Linked DNA regions of Zea mays: all the other regions are linked to region 3. A link is a contact called in public Hi-C data. All regions are on one chromosome and are shown on one strand. Each heading gives the region's core, a stretch centred on a gene start, on an enhancer-like site or on the middle of the called end of the contact. The rest is flanking DNA. Distances are from core to core; before and after follow the strand shown.

Region 1 (3,663 bases), core at 777-3,276, 260 kb before region 3:
GCAAAAAGAATACTTCTTGTCAGGATTTTGCACATCAATTTTGTTGAACACAAATTTCACCCCTTGCAAAAAACAAAAACAAAAAAAAACTGTGTCACATGCTATCGCATCAACCTAACATACTAATTAACCATGTCACTAAGATTTCCATTACCTTCTCCTCCAACAACTTGAAAACCAAGAAACTTATCATACCACATAAGAGCCGTCTCTAGGCTCTTATCTCCATGTGCGTCACTTTCAGCTTCAAGGGATTCAATATCTGCCATCAAATTAAGATTTACTAAGGCACATAAGTTCGAGATTATGCGCATTCCAGGAAAAATTTTAGGAAAAAAGAATTAAGTTCACAGTAACAGAGATATAGTGTATGTATATACATCAAACTAAACCTAGATTTTTTTAGAAGCATCAGTAATGATTTCATTCGGATCTAAGAAGTCAACAAAACCCTTCAAACTGCGCTTTTGTAATTTCAGAATCTGCATAAACCACTGCTAATTGTCTAACAATCACACTGCGACATACAGTGTTGAAGAATATGCAAGTATCCAAACACGTGGATTGGAAAAAAGAAATATATCATGAAAACTGAATACCACAAACGGTACGGTATAATCAGTAATTACATCTACCTTTTAGTTGATTTGATATGGCATTCATGCATTCATCTCTTGTAGACCTACGGTCCATAGCCAAGTGTCTAAGATGTTCATTTGTTGCAGTGGTGTTTGAAATCGACTCAGTCATGAACTTGTGTTTTGACCTTCTGCTTGCTTGGACTGCAGGGGAGAAACCTTCCATGAGCTGAGGTTGACAAAGAAACCAGGATGGTAGTATGGAACCAACAACCAAGCAATAGAAATAAGGGAAATTTGGATCCATACCATTAAAAGATCACCACTTTGGATCCATACCATTACTATCTCACTTACATGTGGGTCCACATGAGTCAATGACATGTGGGGTCCATGGTATATATCTAAAGTTTGGATCTTTTAATGGTATATATCTAATTGTTCCTAGAAATAACAGAAAATTGGCACAAGCAGAATACCGTTAGCATGTATAAGACAAACAAAATGAAATGGAGATAGACAATGGTAGAAATAGTTATCCAATGCAGCATACCGTTAGAAGAATGATAATATATTTCACTATAATTATATAATAAATGGAGAAGATTGAAAAGCACATGGAAATGAGGAAATGCTTGTGCAGTTGTGCTCACCGGAGAGGGCCTGTGCTAGATCTGATTCTAATTTCCTGAGGTGTTGTTTTTGTTCGCTGAGTTTTGCTGCCAATCCAAAACACACACACACACACACAGAGAGAGAGAGAGAGAGAGAGAGAGATGAGTAAAGTAATTTTGCAAATAATAATGAGCTTAAACAAGCATATAGATAAGATGCTAATGGCAAATGTTGTACTAAAAGGCAACGGCCAAAGCTGTTTGCCAAATTGATGAGTGGTAGATGAATTGAGCGACGGCCACCTCGAGAGAACACCTTTATCAAGAAATGAGTACTAGTACTAGGCAGGTGCTTGATTACTTGCCTACTTGGATCTGCCACTGAGTGAGATCTCAGCACAAGGCCAACATAGTAGGCGGGGCTGTGCCAGGCAGAATCGAGCTGCCTGGTTGACTAGTTTTAGGAGCCTCGGTGGTGGATTGGATGCTGGCTTCCCACGGAAACACTAACCCTACCGGACCTGGCTGATCCATTATGCTAACTAAACCAAAGATTGGAGAGGAGGGCGAAGCCAAAGCCGAAGGGGGAAAAAAGAGGCGAGTAGTAGAAGTAGGGGGCCAAGAGTTTGATATGCCTCGGTTGGAGACGGTCTGGTTGGCGATGGAGCGCGCCTCGAGGAGGGCGGCGCTGAAGGCGGAGGAGGCGGCGGCGGCGCGGTCCCGGGAGTCGGTGATCCGGCGCTCGATGGCGGCTCGCTTGTCCTTCATCCTCCGGCGCAGATCGGCGGCGGCGTCCTCCGCCATGGCTGCAGCGTGGACGGCGGTAGACATTGGAGAAGCGGAGGGGCTGGGGAAACCTGGACTGACTGGATTTCAAATTTCTTTTGGTGGGGAAAAAGGAGAAAACCACGTCATCATCCAACCTCGTTCCGTTGTTTCTTGGATTGGGCTGGGCATGGCGCCTAAATGGGCCAAAATGTGAAACATGAAGGAAAGCCTTGAGAGCTTGTAGTTGGTTACGGGCACGCACATTTAATCCGTAGCACTCCTTTTATTTTTTTTATTTTTTCAAATGTAAGAAATCAATTCTTATATTGACCTCATCAAAACAACTATTAAGTTCTTGACTAATTTTACGATGACTTGACCTTACATAAGGCACAATTATTCTCCATGACAAAAACTTGGACACCATGTTTGTTGGCCTTTTGAAGGGATCCACTAGACCTTAATCCTTACACTAGCTAGATGCCCGTGCGTTGCAACGAGAATATATAATACCAGTATACTACGATAACTTATATACAAAATATGTGTTATATTGTTATGAGAAAATGTTTCATAATCAATTTGTGATCCTAGCCATACATAAATTTTGTTATTTTAATCTAGTTATTTCACCACTACATTGCAACCATCAGTATCATGCAGACTTCGATATATACCACGATTTGTATGGTCTCATCATTGGAGAGCAAGTTCCACACATGCCGGAAAAATTCCCTCGTACATCGTTAGTCATCAGACACGCACCACCATATGCTCTTGCTTAAACAAAAAGGTAAGTGTGTATGTGTTTGCGAAGAGAATTAAAGGCAGGCCGGCACAAAAGCTACCCTGACGGTGGCGAGGATGACGAACTGGTCACTGTTGTCGATCCTCCTCTGTGTCACCTCTGGTGCCAAGATGACGCCACAATCCTCGATATAGTAGTCGTCGAACGCACGCGACATGACGAGTACTGATGACTCTTGGTTGGGCTATCAAACGAAGTGCACCCCGGGCTCATCAGCGAGGTAGTACCCCTGGTCGTTGCATCACCGGATGCGCTATTCCACTACATACATCATGTTCGAGGACACTCACACAACGTCAGCAACGTCCATCGTCCCAGCGCACAAGAATTCATGTCCGGTCAGTAGCGACTTACGTGGCAGGTTGGGCTTCAGGTGGACGATGAGCTGGACGGCTTGATGGCGTCGTCGTCGGATGTGGTGTCCAGAACAACCCGAGAGTCGTCGACGTTGGCGACAACCATAAGGCCCCCCTGCTTAACGATGGATAGCGCGGTGCAGCTGCTCTGGACCGCGTCCAAGCGGCGGCTTCGCGGGAGCTTGTCGTACACAGCGGCGCATGCGACCACGTAAGACTGCTTTTAGAGGTCGAACTGACAGTCGTCAAGCTTCTTCTCGTCATCGATGAGCGACGACAACGCGAGTGCCTCTTGCTCATGGAGTTTGTTCGGGGTTTGAAGTAGGAAACATGGATTCATGCTTGGCGTTGGTTTATGAAAATGACTCACAAGTATGATCCATGGAAAAAAAATATTACGAAGAAAAAATTTCACACATGCAAAAAATGGAATTTAAGTATAATGCATTATTCAAACAAAAGAAATAGCATGCAAAGCTCTTCTTTAAATAATATTACCTCCATCCAAAAATATAATTCAAGAATATCGGTGATACTTA
Region 2 (4,044 bases), core at 48-2,547, 330 kb after region 3:
ATCCTCTTTCTCTAAAAGCGTCGAATCTATTAGTGGCGAAGGTAAAACATTCCAAATGAGCCAAACCGGGCTTTGATACCACTTGTAGTAACAGTAACATCTAACAGGGGTGAGTGAATTAGGACTTTTAAAAACTATCTCTAAACTAGGCCACAAATAAATCTCTAGAACAAAACCTATGTAAATAAATTAACTAGATTATGCAAAGTAGGTTTTGTGTATGTATTGCTATCTGTACCGCAAAAAAGAGTTATGCAACCTAAGTTCCAATCCTATATAACCTACACTAACACTAAGAATAGTAAAGATTGCAACTTAAGTAGAGAGAGTAAATATTGAAGATTAAAAAGCTAGTAGAGAAAACAAACTCTCATAGACGACGTCGTTTTTTTACCGAGGTATCTCGACAATGCAAGGTCCTAACTAATCCTCTTTGGTGCCCATACGCAAAGGGTAGCCCACGTGAGGGCCAAACACCATATACGAGTAACTCTGTAGAGAGCCGCGGGCATTCTCCACGCGCAAGTGGTGCTCCGCTTTCGGCTGCTCTCGGTCGTTCCCCACCGTCTTCACTATCGAGCTTTCGGGCGAAATGCAGTGAACGCGACGTTTATTTGTGACATAGTATGGAGATAGTTTTTAGAAGTCTTAATTCACTCCCTTTTAGGTGTCACAGTTTACTAGCACCTAAATTTTCTGGAAATAGAGCTGTCAACAGGACCAGGACCGCGCTTATAGTTTTTTAAACAGCAGGAACGCAGAAAATATCTCGATCGCGGGAGGTACACGCGTGATGATAGATTTGAGTAAACATGGTTCTTAAGCTAAGCCGCGTCCATCAAACGCGCCAACTAGGATGGTGCACCGACATCTTATGTTAATTTTAGTACAGATTGAAATAGGCGTCGCGGAAAGAAACGTGCACGTAGAGGTGGTAAGGTATAGCAATCCAAATTATTTTTCGCAAAATAGTAGGACCTTAATTAAATTTTAGTTAAAAATAAATAGAAACATAGCCCATCTTAATATGATCCTTAAAAATTTAGAGCATATTATCACCCCTAGTGTCAAGTGGAGTGACACTGTATAAAGTAAGTTTATTTTTTAAACCAAATAGAATCTTTATATAGGCCCTAGACGGGCTTAACAACCGCGAATTTTTAATTAGGTTATTAATGTACCCTGTGGTGTACCTGTCGATCCCATACGAGAGTATTGATCATTTTATATATTGAGTTCCAATTGTTAGAGATAGAAAAAAAATGATCACCTACCATGTTGGAAAAGAGAAGGAAGGAAAGATCCAAGAGCAGCACGCATCTTTCTTGTGATTGATTTTAAAAGCAGCAGACAGAAGAGCCTTAACTCTCTTCTTCCCCACCGGAAACCACCACCCACCTCCCCTCCTCGATGGGCCACGTCCTCAGCTGCAGCCGCGACGGCGCTGACTTGTTCCGCGCGGTGCAGCACGGCGACCTGGACGCCCTCCTCGCCGTCGACCCGGAGCTCGCCCGCCGCGCCACCACCATATACGACCGTCTGTCCCTGCTCCACATCGCCGCCGCCAATGGCCAGCTGCAGGTTCGATCGCTTCTTGTTCCTTTATTTTTCCTGTTGTGTTTCTCAAGCTGGCAGAGAGGCAGGTGCTCTCCATGTTGTTGTTCGATGACGGTGGCGCCGGCGGGAACGTGGACGTGCTGAACCGGAAGAAGCAGACCCCGTTGATGCTGGCGGCCATGCACGGCAGGACGGACTGCGTGCTCAGCCTGCTAGACGCCGGAGCAAATGTACGTAATCATCATCAGTTTACTATTTCTCTTCATCATGGCCATCAACTGACGAACGACGGCTTGCTGGCTCAGATCCTCATGTTCGACTCGGTACACGCGCGGACATGCCTCCACCACGCGGCCTACTACGGCCATGCCCACTGCCTCCAAGCCATCCTCTCGGCCGCCAAGACCACGCCGGTGGCCGACTCATGGTATGGCCGCCAGCCAAGACATCCTCATCCATATGCATCAAGCATGACATGCTTGGCTTGCAGGGGCTTCGCGCGCTTCGTGAACGTGAGGGACGAGCACGGCGCCACGCCGCTGCACCTGGCGGCAAGGCAGGGGCGGCCGCAGTGCGTCCGCCACCTGCTCCACGCCGGCGCCATCGTCTCCGCCCCAACAGCCTCCTACGGCTTCCCCGGCAGCACGGCGTTGCACCTGGCTGCACGCCGCGGCAACCTGGACTGCGTCCGGGAGCTCCTCGCCTGGGGCGCTGACCGCCTCCACAGGGACTCGGCGGGGAGGATCGCCTACGCGGTGGCCCTCAAGCACAGCCACCGAGAGTGCGCCGCGCTGCTGAACCCGGCGGCGGCGGAACCAATGGTGTGGCCGTCCCCGCTCAAGTTCATCAGCGAGCTCAGCCCGGAGGCCAAGGTGCTCCTGGAGGGGGCTCTCATGGAAGCCAACAGGGAGCGCGAGAAGCGCATCACGGACACCACAACCAAAACAAACAACGACGGCGGCCTTGACGACGACGACGAGCAGCTGTGCGGCATCTGCCTGGAGCAGGCGTGCACCATGGAGGTGCAGGACTGCGGGCACCAGATGTGCGCCGCGTGCACGCTGGCGCTGTGCTGCCACAGCAAGCCCAACCCGACGACCCTGGCACTGCAGCCACCCGCCTGCCCCTTCTGCCGCGCCACCATCACCCGGCTGCTGGTGGCCAACAGCAAGACTACTGCTACCTCCAACAGCTTCAGGGGACTCACCTCGGCCATCAGGTCCTTGTCCTTGTCCAGGATTGCTCGTGGCTCCGGGAGGGTAGCCGACAGCTCATTACCCCAGTCATTCTTTGAGGAACAAGGATCCAAATGATTACCAAGCCTCATTACCTGCAATAATCCACTCCAGTCATTCTTTGAGGATCAATCAAGGATCCAAATGATTATCAAGCCCAAGCAAGATGGAGTATTACAACAACTAATTAATGGTGCCCGATGCAATACAAGTAGATGTTTTTTTATACAAGGGAGGGAATGAGCAGAGTTAGTAGCCACTAAATTTTGGATTTGTTAGTCAATGATATGTTGTGTATTTTGTGTTGTAGTATATATAGGTGTGAGTCTGGGACATCAGCATTCAGCGTCATAAAGGCCGGAGCATGAACAGATTCAGAATGCATGCAATATGATGCGCATGGAGATATATGTAAAGGATGTGTTTCCTTTTTCCTAGGCTTCACAAATTGTTACGAGCCTTTAATATTAATTTTAGTTAAAAAATAAATATGTATAGTGTCTGATCTTAATCCGATCCTTAAATTTTATATTGTAAAATTTAGAGTACATTACCATCTCTATCCTTTCCACATCACACAGGTCACGTATCACCAGATCGCCTATCAGAGGTGATAGGTGAGGTCATGCGATGGCCAAGTGTGCGGTGTTCCATTTTCTATATGACAAGTGCACCAAGATATTTTCTATCTATCATTGATTAAGCAAATAGAGAAATACTAACAGAAGCCCAGTTGCCAAAATTCAACGCGACCGCAAGGCACGCGTGCTTTCAGACTGGACCCCCGGAGAACACAAACGCATCAACCAACCAGGCTCCGCTCACGGAGACAACATCCCTTGCCACTGTCATCAGCCAACCTGAACAACAACAACAAAAAAATACAACAGATGACGTGGTGAATACACAGCATGCTGTTGCGTTGGTCAACTTGTCAGCCTTACCTATCTCTCCATGCACAGCACAATGTCCCTCTCAAAGAAAACGATGGCCTACCCTGTTTCAAGGACAAGGTCCCTCTCGTCTCGTGACACACACATATATCCTACTGTATGTCATATCAACGCTCATTGTATAGAATTCTCTTTGTAAGTATTGTTCTCCTCGTATTTTAATAGGCCTCAAGTACAAGTCTCAGTCCGAACTCTGCTAATGATCACATTTAGCTCGACAAATATCAACTCATGGAGAGTCAATTACGAATTAAATCTACCACAACTAACACTGCAAGTCAGTTAATCTTCCTTGTAGG
Region 3 (3,675 bases), core at 1,043-3,542:
GCATTTGAGAACAAGTCTGCAACACACATCTTTACCCATATATCGTGTTACCCATTTGTCAAGGGATCACAACTTTCCATTCATCTCTGCTGAGGAGACGAGGCAGGGTAGCACTACGAGGTCTTTACAAAGTTCCACTAGCTTTAGAAAACCCGCTACGCTTCCTGTAGAGAGCGATACAGGAATCCCCATCTGAAAAGCCATCGCAACATGATCAACCCAAGAACCTCTCTATACCGACAACTCCCCTATTGCCCTTGCCCCTTTTGGGTAAGGTAGTCATCCACTAGCTTTCCTAATTAGTCAGCCAGGGGCGTCCCATACCACCATTGTGGTAGCACTGTTTTCCCGGGTGGTCGCTCCATGTTCCAATCAACATAATGATCTTATCATGAATAGTAAATACCTCATTGACATTAAATAGCATGATCATGAATATTGTGAATCTTAACACCCAAACCACATAAAGCAATAGCCGATACTACCCAAAAGTTCAGTGGTAAGCAAGGTGTAAGGTAAACCAAACTAGGATAATCTATTGGGTCCCATAAAATTAGCCTAAGCATGCCACAGTTATTAACATGAATATTAATGGGTAAAGAAGAGTGATCAAAGGCACAGCTTGCCTTCAGCGAGCTCCTGCTTAGAGTTTTCCACCGACTGTGCTCCGGGTTCCTCGGTCACTTACTTGTCTACTCGCAACAATACAAACAAACAATATACACAGGAGAAATTAACATCACACCAAACATGAGAACACACTGCACAATAATATTCTTCGCGTCTTTACGAGATCATAGATTCGAGAACCACTAGAATCAGAGTTACGGTTAAGAAGCTACGATTTTCCGAAGTTTTAGGTGATTGACTACGAAAAATATGTTTCTAGGTTGATCTTATAAATCATGAGAGAAAAAGTACTCCAAGGATTTTCCGACGGGATGGCTACAGGACCGACATCAAGTCTGCTTTATGCCATACAGAACGGATTACCATGCACTTTTCACCTTACTTACCACTGTGTCAACAACTACGACTCAGACAACGTCTCCATTAGACAGGCTCGGGTCGCGTTCGAGCCCAGACTCTGGCCTCGGCTCTCTGCTCAGTCAAAGATGCAAATACATGGACCAGACATCCTCCTGGCTCAAGTCAGCAGCAAGTACAAAAGCCATACCAAAGACCATACCATCTATAGAGGCTCAGACACGTCTCCTCTCCAATACGCGACAAACCATGGCACCCCCGGAGCCCCCCTTGATGTTATAAATAGAGGAGCCCAATGCTTCATTCAAGGAGGAGAACACTTCACCGGTTTTCAACCCAACAGCGTTATTGGCACTTGCCTTAATCACCAGGGACTTGAGAACTTCTCCCTCTCCTGATGAGCTTGTATCTCCTACTACAAGCACTTAGGTGCAAGCAATATAAGTCTCATCCCTCCTCTGCTGGGAGTAGGACATTCTCTTTCCTGAACCAGGATAAAGACTTGTGTCTACTTGTATCCCGTACTACAAATATGTCATTTTCCCTGATTTTGTTGCATGGATTAAGTTTGGGTGGAGCACTGAAGCCATTAAAAGATGGTATATATGTACAGAGGTGAATTTAGGGGGGTTTATCGGAGTCAGCCGACCCTGATACAATTTATAAATTCATTAACAAAACATTTTTAAAGTTCATAATAATTTATATAATATAGCAAAACTGTTTTTGATGACTTTGATAATATTTTATGCTAGATTCGGCGCTGGATGTGCATCATATTTTTTTTGGTTACATGGTTTAGATGGCATAAGGTAAGACCAGGAGAAAATGTGAGGATTTGAGGCTGCCGGCGCCACGGGCGTATCAAAAGATACAATTTTTAAGAACAAAGGCTTGATCATTAAAAGAAATTTTTTATCTAATTATTTTTATAGCACAAACTTTTTAAATGATAAATGAAGGGTTTTTTAAGGTGGTGCCCTCGATTTTGGTGGTGTGCTCAGTTTTACCCTTAGTGGTGTTTTTTGCTCAGTTTTACCCTTCCAGTGCTATAGAACAGAAGGGCAAAACTGAGCAAAAAACACCACTGAGGGTAAAACTGAGCACACCACCAAAATCGAGGGCACCACCTTAAAAAACCATTGTTAGTTGAAGAAGATATAGTTTAAATTTAAAATACTTGCATGCCTTATGTTTCGTAGCGGAGGAAGTATCACTTTATAATTTGTGTAGAAAAAATGGAGAAGGAAATCGAAGATGCGGCGATGATGTACTAGAAAGGAAAACGAAGGCACAGAGCGCATATACGCATGGCTACACAAGAGATGGGTGGGTCTTGTGTCCAGTCGGGGTGGGAGTTGGGCTCGTGCAGTGCAGTGCAGTGCACTGCAGGTGCAGTCTTGCTCGCCTGTCTTCCTCGGCACCGGGACAGCGGACCTCCACCGCAACTGGGCCATCTGTTCTCCTTCCTCCTCTTCCTCCGCCACCGCGCTTCTGAGGAGGCTAGGGCGATGCAACCGCTTCCGCTTTGTTATTAGCAAAGGGTAATAACAGGGCCCGTTATCATCATGCAAATCCAAATCCAATTCCCTCCCAACATCTCTTGCGTTGATTTTGCAGGAACCGTCCGAGAACGGGCAGCCAATTCTCCGATGCCGTCCGCTATGGCCAAATCCCTCCTCCTCCCTCACCCTTTCTTCTCCGTCTCACCCCGCCCACACCCTCATCCGCGCGCCGGATTCCCTGTTCTCAAGCCCCGCCGCGCCGCGCTGCTCGCGGCCACGCCCGCGCCGGACGCCAACACCAGCTCCAACAACAACCCCCTCGCCGCGCTCTGGCGCCGCACCCTGCAGCCCCTCGGCGACTACGGCTTCGGCAAGCGCAGCGTCTGGGAGGGCGGCGTCGGCCTCTTCATGGTCTCCGGGGCCGCCCTCCTCGCCCTCGCCCTCGCATGGCTCAGGGGATTCCAGCTCCGCTCCCGCTTTCGCAAGTACAACACCGTCTTCGAGTTCACGCAGGCGTGCGGCATCTGCGTCGGCACGCCCGTCCGGATACGAGGGGTCACCGTCGGATCCGTCGTCCGCGTCGACTCCTCCCTTAGGAGCATCGATGCAACTGTCGAGGTCACCCTTACTTTTCTCTCATAGTTCGTTCATTCATTCATTAACCACAAGTCAAGTATCCCACCTACATCCCTTTTCTGTTTCTAAAGTTTTTCGGTCTATGAACTCCTCTATTATCGAGCTGAATTTGTCCTCTCTCTCTCTCTCTCTTTATGTTTTCTTTTGCTGCAGGTTGAAGATGATAAAATCATCATACCACGAAATTCAATGGTCGAGGTGAATCAGTCCGGTCTTCTAATGGAGACACTCATTGATATCACACCAAAGGATCCACTGCCTGCACCTTCAGTAGGACCACTTGACCCAGACTGCACCAAAGAAGGCTTGATTCTCTGTGACAAAGAGAGGATGAAAGGACAGCAAGGTGTAAGCTTAGATGCATTGGTGGGAATATTTACCCGTCTGGGTAGAGACATGGAGGAGATTGGTGTTAGCAAAAGCTATAAGTTAGCTGAAAAAGTTGCATCTATAATGGAAGAAGCACAACCTCTTCTTACACGGGTACATCCATTTTTCCAAAATTTTCTCCAACTCTATGGAAACTTATAATTTATTTACCTTGCTG

What was found. A called contact is a pair of places that touch in the nucleus more often than the background predicts.
Region 1: a Hi-C map of seedling shows a contact between it and region 3, with 4 times the contacts expected there. The contact joins the promoter of LOC100216610 here to the promoter of LOC100284791 in region 3. A contact is called at or near these places in 3 of 25 Hi-C or Micro-C datasets (ear, seedling and tassel).
Region 2: a contact with region 3 is called in a Hi-C map of root tip, with 6 times the contacts expected there. The contact joins the promoter of LOC100286180 here to the promoter of LOC100284791 in region 3. A contact is called at or near these places in 4 of 25 Hi-C or Micro-C datasets (ear, endosperm, root tip and 1 more).

What each region holds. Positions count from the first base shown.
Region 1 is chr3:146,421,967-146,425,629 of Zm-B73-REFERENCE-NAM-5.0, reverse strand. LOC100216610 reads right to left here and starts at 2,026. Exons shown (of 6, transcript NM_001143023.1): 1 at 1,828-2,026; 2 at 1,232-1,297; 3 at 636-782; 4 at 155-262; 5 at 1-62. The coding sequence starts at 2,023.
Region 2 is chr3:145,834,270-145,838,313 of Zm-B73-REFERENCE-NAM-5.0, reverse strand. LOC100286180 (ring zinc finger protein) reads left to right here and starts at 1,297. Exons shown (of 4, transcript NM_001159068.2): 1 at 1,297-1,581; 2 at 1,644-1,787; 3 at 1,863-1,984; 4 at 2,048-3,301. The coding sequence starts at 1,411. The coding sequence ends at 2,870. It overlaps LOC103652245 (pectin acetylesterase 5), which reads right to left. Exons shown (of 11, transcript NM_001414178.1): 11 at 3,376-4,044. The coding sequence ends at 4,028.
Region 3 is chr3:146,162,124-146,165,798 of Zm-B73-REFERENCE-NAM-5.0, reverse strand. It overlaps LOC100284791 (ABC-type transport system involved in resistance to organic solvents, periplasmic component), which reads left to right and starts at 2,292. Exons shown (of 6, transcript NM_001157686.2): 1 at 2,292-2,531; 2 at 2,608-3,110; 3 at 3,282-3,611. The coding sequence starts at 2,640.